Regions from separate parts of the Mus musculus genome. Here region 2 is linked to region 1. The links are chromatin contacts, called in public Hi-C maps. All regions are on one chromosome and are shown on one strand. Each heading gives the region's core, a stretch centred on a gene start, on an enhancer-like site or on the middle of the called end of the contact. The rest is flanking DNA. Distances are from core to core; before and after follow the strand shown.

The links. A called contact is a pair of places that touch in the nucleus more often than the background predicts.
Region 2: a contact with region 1 is called in a Hi-C map of uterus, with 4 times the contacts expected there. The contact joins two enhancer-like sites. A contact is called at or near these places in 4 of 484 Hi-C or Micro-C datasets (granulocyte-monocyte progenitors, nephron progenitors and uterus) and 1 of 115 datasets of contacts at active chromatin or transcription factors (embryonic stem cells).

Annotation. Positions count from the first base shown.
Region 1 is chr17:44,594,920-44,601,911 of GRCm38.p6, forward strand. It overlaps a transcript of Runx2 not described here. Among named protein-coding and RNA genes, the nearest start is that of Runx2os3, 36 kb to the left of the region's middle. Within about 2 kb of position 3,387, at least 34 of the 459 cell types and tissues checked have an H3K27ac peak or open chromatin away from gene starts, as enhancers often do. A contact at or near this core is called in uterus, where this site is marked.
Region 2 is chr17:44,429,745-44,436,736 of GRCm38.p6, forward strand. No RefSeq gene overlaps it. Among named protein-coding and RNA genes, the nearest start is that of Runx2os3, 130 kb to the right of the region's middle. Within about 2 kb of position 3,212, at least 93 of the 459 cell types and tissues checked have an H3K27ac peak or open chromatin away from gene starts, as enhancers often do. A contact at or near this core is called in uterus, where this site is marked.

The sequences.
Region 1 (6,992 bases), core at 2,137-4,636:
ACATTTGACAGACTCTAGCTGGCTCTTAAAAGTCCCCATTTTAAAAGCCAATTGGAGTCTATAGGTGAATGTTGTATGGCCCCTCAACAAACCATCTGGCAGGCAATGTAATATTGTCCATGCTTAAGGAGAGGGTCAAGAGAGGTGAAGTGGCTGGTTCAAGGCCATGTATCTAGTAAGCAGGGGTTAAAGACCTGGAACCCACATCGTTCCATGGGCTCCTGCTGTTCCTTTTCCACACACCCTCGACTCCCTGAGGCAGAGCTGGCTGTGAAGCTACTGGGACAGAAAGGAGAAAATAGCTGAGGCTTCTTCTGTCTGAAACACCAAGCCACACATACATGTGGTGGGAATGAAAGTGTGCGATGACAAATGCTACTACCTACCTTACAAACACTCAGTGTCGCCGGGAATGAGAAAAGGAATGGAAATGGCCATAAATCAGAGCTACCTGGATTCTCTCTACAAACCAATGGTGAATGTTTTTAGCTCCCCTGCCGTGTGTGTGTGTGTGTGTGTGTGTGTGTGTGTGTGTGTGTGTGTGTTTGCAAGTATGTGGAGTACGTGGGTGCTTGCAGGGGACACACATGTGTAATGTGTGTGGGTATGCACTAGCAGTACATGGAGGTCAGGGATTCATGTTAGATGTCTTCTTCAGTTGCTCTCCATGTCTCTCCTAAGGCAGCTTCCCTTGGAACCCAGAGTCCATCAATCGTGCTAGTCTGAACAAGCCAGCTAGCCTTACTGATCACCATGACTGTCTCTTGAGCACTGAGATTCCAGGTGGCTGCCACACCGGCTTTTACATGGCTTCTGGTAAATCTGTTCTCTCTTTATCCATTGAGCGGTCTCTCCAACCCCTGTATCTAACGTTTTATAACCTTCAGTTTGGCACATTTTGATTGGCTTTAGGATAAATAAATGAGTGAGCAAACCCTCTGAGATGAGTCCAGGTGAACAGGAAGATTCCTCTGTAGCTTTCTATTGCTGGCTGCTGGCAGCCATCTTGAATACTATTCTAGCTAGAGCTAGGAGATGAATGAAGATTTACTGAAACCCAGAGAGAGAGAGAGAGAGAGAGAGAGGGAGAGAGAGAGAGAAGTCATTTTGATCATCCTGGCTTCTCATCATAAATCTTAAGTCCATATGAAGTAGATGTTAGACAGTTGTCTGGAAACTGTTTTAAGATGCTCAGGGAGAGAGAGGACCTCCACTATGTTCAAAGGAAGCACTTCTGTCTCATCCCTGGGCTTCCCCAGACACCCCACACTCTGGTGCAAAACTTAGTGCACCCCAGGGGTTCCATTGCTGGCTGTAGTGCCGGCCCTAGATCATCTAGATCATCACTGCACTGTCCTAGAGACTTAGAAAGGGGCACCAGGTGCGATTCCCTTCGGCAGGTGCGGGGGTGGGAAGGGGGCACAGTCACTCATTGGAGAGAGTTGGAATTGATTGACAGGGATTTCTTGGCTGTGGCCTTTCTCTTTCCTGTTAAATGAGTCCAACAACTGCCAAATGGAGTTCAAGAATACTTTTTTTTTTTTTTTTTTTTTTTTTTTTTTTGCCAGTAGCGGTGTTTATATGAAACTAAATGGAAAACCTTGGAAGAGACCACAGATAGCTGGGGTCAAATTAGGGCCAAAATCTCCGTTGTTCTGAAAGCGTGGATGTGCTTAATATTTCTGGCCAGTGTGATGTGAGGGCTCTGTGCTGCTTAGGGACGGTGCCTATGGTAAGAGGCCTGCTGCAAAAGTAGTTTTCATGTTTGATAGGGGGAAAAAGATGCAAGGGATTTGAATCAGGGATTTATTAGCTCAGGGGTGAAGTGCATGCCTAGCAAGCAGAAGGCTTTGGGGTTGGTCCCTACCACTACACATACATACAAGAAAAAGAAAAAGAAAAAGAAAAAGAAAAAGAAAAAGAAAAAGAAAAAGAAAGAGAAAAAAAAGGAAAAGGAAAGGGGGAAAAAGGGTTCAAATTCTATAGAAAACTATCACTTTCAGATGTTTTAAATGTTAAAATTGTACATAAAAAAAAAATCCCACTTGTGGCTCTGGCTTTATTGTGATTCAAACTAATTGAAAGTTTTTCGTATGCTTTTTAAAATAATCATCTTAATTATCATGAGTAATAATAGGTACCCTCTATTTTACACCTATTACGTGCCAGACACCTTGCAGGGCATTTTCGTATCTCGTTAATTCATTTGCTTCGCATAGCCTCCATTATATAGATGAGAAAGGAGATTGTGTGCAAATCCGGGACTTAGGAGCGCTGCCTTTGCAATCAGGCAGATCTAGGCTTGAGACTTAATAGCCCTGTAACCTGGGACAAGTCTGAACCCCAGCTTCCTATCAGTGAAGTTGGGAAGAGAAACACTGTAACCTCTTCAGGGGGCCGCTGGGAAAACTGAGATAAAACAAAAGAAACATTACAAAAAGTAGCAGGTGCCCACGGCATTCTGTGACCACTACTAGATCTGACTTACTGCAGAGAGATTGAAGCAACGGCTTTCAAAGCCATCCAAGAGAAGAGCATCTTAGATCACCAAGCTCTCTCTCCCCCGGGTACCATCTGGGCTACCTGGATGTCAAGTACAGCATAGGAGGAAAAGGTCTGGGAGCTCTTTCTGCACCAAATGGCAAGAATGGATGTTGATAAAAGGATGCTTAGGGATATTGAGTATGAAGTAAACAGGAAAAACAACAAAGTACACTGAAGGTGATTGTTGGAATGAGTCTCCCATATGGCCCTGGGAGCCAAATCCCATAGACCCCTACCACGGGCACCTCAGTCTCCCAGAAATAATAGCAGGGTAGCCCGAGTCCTCTCAGAACAAGAAGCTCTATACTATCTCTGATAGGTCATTGGGAAAGAAGAAAGCCTGTTGCAAATGGCTCATATGCTAAAACAAAATAGAATCTGACAGATTGATGGGCTCTGACAGGGGGAAGAAGGAGTCAGAAAGATGGAACAAAGATGCCATTTTAAAAAATTGGCTCGTGGTCAGGATTTTACTATTTTCTATGGCAAAGGAGCCAGTGAAAAGTTCCTCCTACTGATGAATATTTTTTTCTACAGTCATTCAAAGTCAAAGGGACCAGAGCTTTGGACCCTCCCTCTGGAGGAACCTGGAGCCTGTCCTCTGGATAATTCAGAACAGGGCTGCATGGCAAAGCAAGAGGCTTCAGGGTCCCAGTAAGCAGCCGGACGGGGAGCAGGCGCAGGGGGGACACATTGTGTTTTCAGCTCAGATTCTGTGATCTTTCTGCCAAACAGGGGTTTACAAAGCAAAAGCTTCCAGAGAATTCTCATAGTTGCTGGCTTATTCTCTTGGTGTTCTTCTTAACAGGAATCAGCTGTTTGCATTCTCGCTCATCCAGCCTGTCACTGGGGAGCAGTTAGCATCTGGTCTGGCTATTATTAAAAATAAGAACATCCCGCTCTGTCGGGAGAACAGTACCCCGGTAATAAAAGGACAGAGATCATTTGCATTTGGAATCAGAGATGTGGCTCATGCAGGGTCTGTCCTTCCTCCCTCTTCCTAAAGTCTCCACCATGGGTCTCCCTCTCCTGAAACAGAGAGGCTGGGCTTATGTTCCCTTTCCTGAGGAGGCAGGAACCTCTAGTCCTGAGCTCCAGAGTGATAAATCTGAAGCACTAGCCTTTTTTTTCTTTCTTTCTTTCTTTCTTTCTTTTTAACAACTGCGGAAATGAAAAAGTAAACAAGACTTGAGCTGTGCTGGTATTTAAAAGAACTAGCTTTTGTTGTTGTTTTTGTCTTTTTCTGCTTTTGAGCACTGGACTAGGAGCCTGAAGGAACCATATAATTTATTTATTTATATATGTATATATATATATATGTGTGTGTGTGTGTGTGTGTGTGTGTGTGTGTGTGTGTGTGTATGATCCTTGAGAGGTTTTATTAGCCAATAAAAAGCCCTAGTTCCTATTAACCACTTAACTCCTTGGTCAGATTCAGCACTTGCTCCCTCCTTAGAGACTTCTCTGCCTCCCATGGCTCAGAACTGCAAACTGATCCCACCAGCCAATTTCTGCACCACCTGTTCTAGAAGATTCCAGTGAGAATCCTCTTCCGTGGTCATCTTAGAATTTCTCCTCTGCCAATGCCCCAAGGACAATATGGTCATAGCCAGACACATTTTCTCTGCCCAGAGACTGCCACCTTCTCCCCCGCCAAAGTTTCCTCAACCCCTGCCAAAGGGGCAAAGCCATCATGACCCTCATGGTCTATAATCTTAAATATTGAATTCCAATGGAAAAGTTAGGCCGAAGGTTAGACCAGTAGAGGCCAAGAGCCCATGTCTTTTTGGGAGGCAGAACAATGAGGAGAACCCAGAGACAGAAAGTGAAACTAGTCAGTTGCTTGACTGGCTGAAAAGGATGGTGTTCCAAAACCAGGCAGTGACTTGACTGAGGGAAGAGAGGATGACAGAGGGAGACATTTAAAGCCTTAAACCATTTCATCAGGACCCCTGCCCCTGTAAGTTCGGTGCTGCATGGGTTTGTTGTTGTTGTTGTTGTTGTTGTTGTTGTTGGGTTTTTTTGGGGGGGGTTGGTTTTTTATTGTTGTTGGGGTTTTGTTTGTTTGTGGGGTTTTTTGGTTGGTTGGTTTAAAATAACATATCTGTAGTATGGTTAAATCAACCCATTGTGAGATTCTACTTTGGAAGCTCTTGGAACCCCTACCTAACACACCATCTCTAAGTGCACTATGTCTGAGCTCTGCTCTTCTCTACCCTTCCCCCACATTCAGGCTAACTCTAGTACTTCTGACACCGTAGAAGTTTCCTAAGACCTGTAGAATACAAAGCCACATGAAGACTGGTTGTATTTTTGTTCTGGTCCTAACTCGTCACATTCCTTTGTCACTTTGTCTTCCAGCAGAATTTTGTTGAGAGAGAAGGGGGGGGGGGTGATCTTTTCTGTATGTTGTTTTTGCTTGCTTGCTTTTGCTTTTTAAAAATGGCAGGTGGGATACTTCACTTCCTAGTGTCTCAGAGTAGGACCAAATGAGCTGGTAAGAGCACATAGCCTTTAAAAAGTGAGCTGTGGGGATGGCTGGGTGGATAAAGTCCCTGACTCAGAATCATAAAGACTGACTTGAGTTTGCATGCCCAAAACCCACATGAAAGCATGTTGGGTATGGCAGACTGCCCGTTATTCCAGTAGATACAAGGAAGGCAGAGGAGAGCCCTGAGACAAGCTGGCCAGCCAGACTAGCCATCTCTGACTTCTGGGTTCAAATGAGAGATCCTGTCTCAATGAATAAAGTGCAGGGTGATTGAAAGTGACTCCATATGTCAACCTTGGTCCCCTCAGGCAATGCACATCCTTCCCACATATGTGTAAGTACACACACTCAAATACACATGCACACCACGCACACATACATGGAAGTGAGCAGAAAGAAGCAAGCAACATTCAAAATGCTAAAAAAAAAAAAAAGTAAATAAATAAAACAGGGTTTTTTAAAAAAACAAAACAACTGTGCTAAGTGGCCAGACACCAACATGACATCATGACAAGGTCAGAAAATGACATAAGTCTTAGTAAAGGTTAAGCAAATTTCCAGAATGGCATCTTTCTGCTTTATGATTGGCTGAGCGATTCTGACCAACAGGACTGGGTTGAGTCACAAGAAGCTTTACAAAAATTAGCAACTGCTTCTTCTCAAATGTCAAGTTCATCATGCTTCTCTAACTCCAGGAGCATCCTGTATCCCCTGCCCATGTGCTTCTCTAACTCCAGGAGCATCCTGCATCCCTGTCCACGTGAAGAACTAGTAACTGTGGGATAGCAGTGCTTTCCCCAGGCCATCCCCAAAACCCAGGAATCACACCTCAGGCAAACCAATGCCATCCCCGAGAGGGTACACTTCGGTTTCCTCTAATGGGTGCTCTCCTCTCCATCCCTCCCTTCAGGCCTGTTTGCCTGGATACACATCCCCGCTGCCACCACTGTCTGCTGTCCTCTATATCACCACCTCATCTAAGTTTTGAGGAGCAGCCTTTAAAATTCCCATTCTCAACGTCTCCAGATTGAACGGCTACTGCTGAGAAGCACCTAGGAAGTCCCAAAGAGGCTTACGGGATGCAGAGGGAGGATGGGGAGGAAAGAAGAGTCTGTTCGTAGCCCTACCTGGCCTCTCTTAACTCCAAGACCAAGGAGAAAGCCGGGAAAGGAAGAGGACAGCCATGGGAGAGGAACACCTTGCAGTGAGCAGGGGTGAGCAGCCCTTGGGTGCAAGCAGATTAGACATGTCTAACTGATGTGAAGAGCAAGCGCATGAGGATGCATGGCCTTTTGTGGATGAACTGGTGATGCCTTTGAAGTCACAGGAATGAGAAAAGTAGTCTTCCACCTCCCCTGAGAGACCTTGGGCGCCGATGGTGCTGTCCTCAGTCACTCAGTTTTAGCACTGTTTTCTAGGAAAGGCCTCCAAACTGATTTTTACAGAGCTGGGACAGACACTACAAATGGATTCCCTACTTCTAACCGGATAGCTTAGGTCCAGGCGGGAGCTCTGTCAAGGGAGCTAGCTAGTCGGGGTTTCACCTTGGCTTTTGCTTGTCTCCTTACTGTTTGCCATCCATTCTTAAGAGGAATGGGGGTGGGGGCGAGCCTGCATTGCTGTGAGACCTGTGCCGTGACCGAGAGCTCCCCGACATTCTCCCTTGCTTTCCAGACTGTTTTCAAGTCTCATAAATACAAACATGTGGCTCTTCAACCACATCTGTAGATAATAACTTCAGGGGGACTTCCTGTTTACATGGCAATACCCATTTCCCAGCCAAATAAACTCTGTAACACAGAGCTAAGGTGTTTATTGGGCCAGTCTCGGCTGAGCGTGAGTTAACAGGAAACTCCCACTCTCACAGAAATGGCTCATGATTAAATATTTGGGACACCAGGGGTCAGAAGCACTGGAAAGCTGACTTCCTTCTTCTGCCTTCTGTTGCAGGGAGGAA
Region 2 (6,992 bases), core at 1,962-4,461, 170 kb before region 1:
CTTATTAAAGGGCCGGAAGATAGGTCCGTGAAGAAAGATTTTCTTCAATCCCTTGCTTAGTGAGCCTTCATCTTAATTAAGTCTGGGAACTGTCTAGTCATCGTGGGCTGCGATTTACATGCCAAGCAAGTAGATGAAAAACTTTCCATTTAATTTGTATTTTCTAACCCAGAAAATACAATATTGACTGTAAATAATGAAAACAGGCACCGTCTGGTGAGCTACGCCTTGGTATAATCAAATCACCGCTGGGGTGATTTGTCTGGAGGGCAAGGCAGTTACGGAACATCAGAAGTCCTTGAGAAAACACTGAGTTTTAACCCAGAGCCCACAGAAGTGGAACAAAGATAAGCCTCCTACCAGGAGGTCTGGGTTTCGGGTTTTGGTGTTTGTTTGGTGTGATTTCTTTTTTCTCTTTTCTTTTTCTTTTCACTTACCCCAGTCATCTAACACAGTGATGTCAAACTCTGATTGTGTGAATTTATGTTCACATATATTCACAATGTATGTTTCACTTCTATACCAATAATGGACATTAATAGTCGACCCTGACTCTCCTTCTCCTTGACACTGGACTGCTTCAGAACTTTCTGGAATGCCGTGTTTGAAGAACCTACTAGGTAGCATTCAGAATAAAATAAAATTGGCATCCCGTATCTGTGGTGTATTGTGGGCGTTTTTCAGTTCGTACAGGATGATGAATGAGTAAATTTGATTGACAGGATGAGTAGGTAGCTGGTTCTACAGTGACTCTACCGTCCCTAGGTGGCAGATCACACCGGGAACCACAAAGAAACCTGCATAAGGATGGACTGGAACTGCTCCTGTCTTGGTGGCGAAACATCTCTAACATTTACTTGGACCTTTTAGGTTGGGGGAGGGGGCAGTTACCGCATCTCCCAAGACTCAGTGATGGGAGGAGACGATGGACCACTTTACTGCAACTGTCCACAGGCATGGAGCTCTGTAATGGAACCTTCGTGGTCTAGCCAATAAATCTTAATTTCTTCCGAGATCTCAGTTGGATATAAAGGAGGAAATGGATGCCCTCAATGAAGGTGTTTATGGGTTTAGTGGTAGGATTATTGCAAACACAGCTCAGGACTGTCAGACCAGAATGCGAAGGGAGTCTTCACCACCTCTGGGCCTGACAGGAGCTACAGGCTCAGTGGAGGCATTCGGTCAATCTGTAATGATGGTTTATTCCGATCACCTCAATGGGTTGTGTTCAAAGGGGAGACAAGGAATTAGAGCCCATAGGCACAGACCATAGAGACCCTGTGGATACAGGTCACAGGGTCATATAGAGCCCATGTACACAGAGGAGCAATGAACACAGGTCATAGAAGGTCCTTAGACACAGAGCACAGAGGACCTATAGATACAAGTCACAGAAGGCACCCTGGGCACAGATTGCAGAGATCCTATTACAAAGGTCATTGAGGGTTCATGGGCATGGGTCATAGACAGCCCGGTGGGCACAGATCATTGAGAACCTTTGAGTGCAAATCACAAAGTGCCCATGGACACAGGTATAGAGAGCCCATGAGCATAGGTCATAAGGATCCTAGAAACACAGGTGACACTTGCTGTTCTGGAGCCCAGCCCAGGTGAGCATGGAGTGTGCATCTAGAGAGGCATAGAGGCCCCCAACATGAAAATGAATAGCAATGTTAAAGGGCCCCTCATTCCTCTGCACCCTGAAGGCCAGATAGTGAGCAAGACACATAGATGGGGGCTCATAGGAAGCCTATGGTCTACTGAAAATACCGACCTGATTGGTTCACGGGTTAAAGTAAGATGACGTGTCATGTAAGAGACCCAAAGCTGCTAGGGTTTTACTGGTATTGTTTCTGTTACATTCCCCTAAACTGAAAAGTGAGCCACCGCCAACAGATAGCACGGATGCTGGGAGAGAGCACTTTTCCTAATTGGCTGTTTATTCTTTTACCAGAAACCAGGCACTGCTTGCCTCTCATCTTCTATCATGCACTCCCTTCCAAAGTTATTCTCTCTTTGATAGTTTGAGAAAACAGACTTTTGGTTTTGGAACGGGTGCCTTGTTTAATCCTGGTTTTTGCAATCGTGGTAAATCAGAGAGAAGGATATGTCCAGTGGGCAACACAAGAATGTTTTATTTGTGCAAGAAAATGAAAATAAGAGTTTTGGGTTTTTTTGTTTTGTTTTGTTTTGCTTTGCTTTGTTTTGCTTTGCTTTTTGGTTTGTTTTGAGTTGTAGGAATTGAGGTTGCTGGTGCTTTGCTGTTTAACATCTCAAGATGTGTTTTACTTCCAATCTGTTCTGGACTTTATCCAACAAGAACAATGACATTTCTATTAACTAGTACTATTTTAAAGCCGGTTGCCCTACAGGATCTTCCTTAAAGATGGTTTAAAAAAAAGAAGAAGAAGAAGAAGAAGAAGAAGAAGAAGAAGAAGGAGGCATGCTTTGACCAGGAGTTTGAAGTCTGCCTTTATGGGAGGGGGGGGAGGATGCGGGGAGAGGGCAGCGAGATGATAGGGTGTTGGGGAAACTGGAAGAGAGACTCTTTATTCTGGAGTGTTTATTACCAGGACATCCAGTCCTGATCCCAGAATTGACAAAGCCCTGTGTTAACTTAGGAAAATGGAGAAGAGCTGGCTAGACTTCAGAAAAGCATGCAAACAAATTTACAATATGATAGGTTCACGATATTAAATTAAGTATATAGCAATCACAAATCTTTCAACACATTCTGGAGCAATGAAAAAAGACAGAGAGAGAGAGAGAGAAAGAGGCAGAAAAGAGAGGGGAGAAAATGAAAGACCCCCCCCCCAAACCAGCTGAGCCAGTAGTTAAAGCCTTTTTAATTTAACAGACCCCATTTTTTATGGTCTCCAGGACATGCTGCTGGCTTTTTGAGCTGTCACATGATCGCTTATCCAGATGTGAGGGTGGATATCTGGGACAGGACCAGCCAGAAACCGCAGCCCTTTCCTCCAGCTTGTAGCTTGTTACTGTAACTCAACCGTACTCTGCCGGCTACAGAAGCCCTGCATTAATATGTGGTACAACAACAATAACACAGGAGGGGATAAAGTTAACCAAACACTCACAGGAATCTGGAAAAGAGGGGGGGGGGGAAGCTGGGCCAGGGCAGGAGGGAAACAGGGAGGAGAGCCAACTCAGGTTTGTTTGTCAGCTCCACACAACACTGAAAATGAAACCTCCAAGTGTGTGGTGGTCTGAAAACTTCCCCTTTTCTCACCTACTGTGAACAGCTTTTACCCAGGGACAAGACTTCCTGCAGCTTTCTTCAGGAAATTAGCAAATGCCTCTGTTTGGAACTTCAGGTTGCAGGAACCCACAGCAAAGCCAGAAAGGGCCTCAAGAACCACAGAGTGCAGGGCTTCTCCTTCAAAAGAAATTTCTGGAAGCCCAGACCTGGACCACAGAGGGGACAGGAGAGGGAGGGTAAAGAAGCAACTGCTTTCTAGCCTCCCTTTGCACCTTTGCCAGTGACCTTTAGGAGACTCTTTCCCCAAGCTGCCCAGACAGCCTCCAGCAACCCATTAAATTCATTAAGCCTTGAATTTTTTTTTCCATGTGTGAAGTGGCAATGATACAGCCTGCCTAGAGGAGATGCATCCAGGATTAGAGAAAGCCCTGGCCTAATACCTGATCCAAATACTTTCATTTGTTTCTGAATTCATAAACACTGAAAAACCACCTACTATGTGCCACACATTATAGGGCCAGAATTCCTGAAAGTAGGAACTGTACATACAAACAGGGAGTGTCACATGATGACATGATGAATATGTAAACAGGTCAGTGTACACAAAGATGGGCACTACCATGAAAAGGGAAAGAGGAGCAGATCTGCTGGGGAGCCAGGGATATTTGGGGATTAGTATCAAGCATCAAGTATCTCTTGAAAGGTCTCTTTGAAAGACAGCAAGGTTCTGGCTCAGTGGGTGAAGATACTTGCCACCCAGTTTGATGACACGAGTCTCATCCCTCAACAACCATATGGCAGAAGGAGAAAACTGACTACTACAAGTTGTCTTCTGACTTCCACATGCGCACCATGGCACCAAGGCATGTCCTAGGTCACAAAGGAAACCCGTCGGCTCAGATAATTGGTCTGCCCTATGTCTACCCTTGCTGTTGAACCTGACTGGCTCATCAAAATCAATGCTGTGGAATATCTCAGATACGCCTCGCTAGAGATCTCACTCTTCTGCCCAAGGATTGTTTCTGAGGCTTGGTGAGTGTAGTGGTTGAAACTGAGACAACTCTTGGGCCTGTGTCCGTGTGGGAGAGTTCAGATTAGGTTAGTTGAGGTAGGATGCCCCATGATCAGTGCCATCGATGGACTGAGGTTCTAGGTTGAACAAAAAACGATTAAGAGAGTGGAGCAAGCATTCAGATCTCTCTGCTTCCTGCCTAGGAATGCAGTGTGAGCGGTCAGTTTACACTTGTACTGCCATGGGGATGCCATGATTGACTGAACCCTCAAACCACAAGCCAAAATAAACCAACCCTTCCTTCCTTAGCTCTCATTTTGTCTAATATTTTTGCCACAGCAGCAAGGAAAATACCTAAGGCATAGGGCCTGGGACTCATCTCTAACCATTCGGTGAGCCAGGAGCATCGAGCAAATTTCACATGGCTAGTTGGCTGATGGGTTTCCTCCAGCCCATAAAATGAGGAGTTAAGGCAAGTAAGCTCTGTATTTCACACCACTGTGACTCTCACCGAAGGGGCCCACTTGACAGGTAAGAGTGACACATTTATTAATGGTGGGGTTTGTGCTCTTCCTGTCTTGGCTTAGACCCTCACAGTGCCCCGCAGCAGACCCCAGACTGACTTCTTTCCCCAGGTCCCCTGAGCCTGTTGCATATTGAGGAGCCTTTCCCCTCTCCCCTTGAGTGTCAATCCTCCCAAGGCCCTGTGCTCTCCTCGGCTTGCCTTCAGAGCCAGTGCTGAGAAGAGAGATTTATTTCTTCTACTTTCTGTGGAGAGAGCTTCACAGAAGATGTATTGTTCCCAGCTAGATTTTCATCAATGCTGTGGAAGAGGCAGGAAATCTCCTCCCCAGAAATAATGTCAAATGTCTTAGAAGTCATTGACTGAAAACGCATTAAAGAGAAACCTATAACGGGTTCACTTAAGTATCACGCAGGGTATCTATATTTTACATGGAAATGTGACGTGATGCCTACACACATGTTAAGGTAAGTTATCTCAGGGTCAGATGGGCATTTGTAGTAGGATTTCTCTCTCTCCCCCATAATGCACCATGAATTATGCTGCTATTGGTATAACAAGGGTCATAACCAAGAAGAAATAGCTGCCCCGCTGAGGTTTTTCTTTTATACTGAAAATATTCAGATGGGACATGCAACACACGGCTCTTCACTCCCAGCCTCAACTACAGTCATCGAGTTCAGCTTAACATGTTTTTCTTCAGTTTAAGATGAACCAAGAGTCCCCTGACTGTGGTCTCTCCGTTCGATTGGTACCCATAGAACATCTTCTTCTACAAGTATTCTCACATCCACTGTGCTAAGTTCATCTTTACAAACAGAAAGACCCCACTTAGAAATATGAAATTTCACTGGGCATAGAGAGGTGTCAGGGGTCAGGAGACTAAGGCAGCAGGGGCAGCTTGAGCTCAAGGCTAACCTGTGCTACAGTGTGGGACTCTATCTCAAAAAAAAACAAACAAACAAAACAAAACAAAACAAAACAAACCCCCTCAAACAGAAATGGGGTGGGGAAATGGGGGAAGGCAGGGGAGAAGGAGAATTTGTAGAAAGGTCATGCTCCAGTCTTCCCGCTCTTCATTTCTCTAAGATGTAATCTGATCAGCCATTTATTTTATGGGCATATTGGCACATTCTCAACTAGTCTAATAATTAAAAAACATGACCATCTTCAGCTCTGACACTGGTACGTTCAAGTAGCTTCTCTATATTTCTGGGCTCTGCTCGTTCTCCCTGGCTGGTTGTCCAGCTGGTTTTGATCATCTCTTCTCTTGGGGAGAGACAGCACGAGGGAGGCAGAGATGAGGGTCTGATTCCTTTCTAGAGGTTGAGCTTGGACCTGTCCGTGAGTTCCAGAACCGTTGTTGTTGTTGTCACTTTCGAGACAGTGAGTTGTTATGACACACGTGGTGGGAAGCAGTTCTGCAAACAGATGGTATTTAATAGTTGCACACGTGTCACTGTCACCCTGCACATCCCCTTTTCACCCATAGCTGATGGAGGAGTTCAGTGATGGAAATCCATTCACAGGGAATACTGGTCCCTTAGAGAATTATTCTAGGCCACTCATGTGGCTCATGGGAAACCAGTTTATGCATTCAGCAGGCCTTCTGTGTTCTCTTCCATTCTGTTCTCTTTCTTTTAGGTATTTGGGGCTTCCTTCCTCTGTTGGAGTTATAGCAGGAGCAATTTTGAGGCAACCATTCCATGAAGACTTTCAACTCACATCCCACTATCACCTACTGGTTTTCCTCAAATAAGTGACTTGCTCCCATCATTTCTCAGGATCACATCCATGTCTAGTCTTGGAATGGCCACATTTGAGTCAGGTTTTAGGCCTTTTCACGGGAGCAGAGAGACTCTTAAGGCAAGGCAAGGAAGGAAGCAGACATTTTCCTTCCCACCCCAGAGCCCTTCCAGTTATGTGTCTCCTAGGAGTTTCCCCAGCTCTTTGTGCAGGGCCTTATATCCTCATTGAAACAAGCCTCCTGCTTGACCCCATATGTCTAACCCAGGGGTCAGCCCCCCAAGCCTAAGTCTTGGGGCATCTAGGCAGTCTGCAAGTAGGCAGAGCACAAGCTTGCTGCCTGGGCAGCTTTGTGAGCCTGGCAGTTGGAAAACCATCCGGATCTGCCTTGTCCTGAATAAGCGTGACATGAGGTCCGAGAGCAGAGGAAGGAGGAAGAACCAGGCAGATCCGTGTGAAATCCCATGGTTTCAGTTCACAGGGACTTGGGGCGA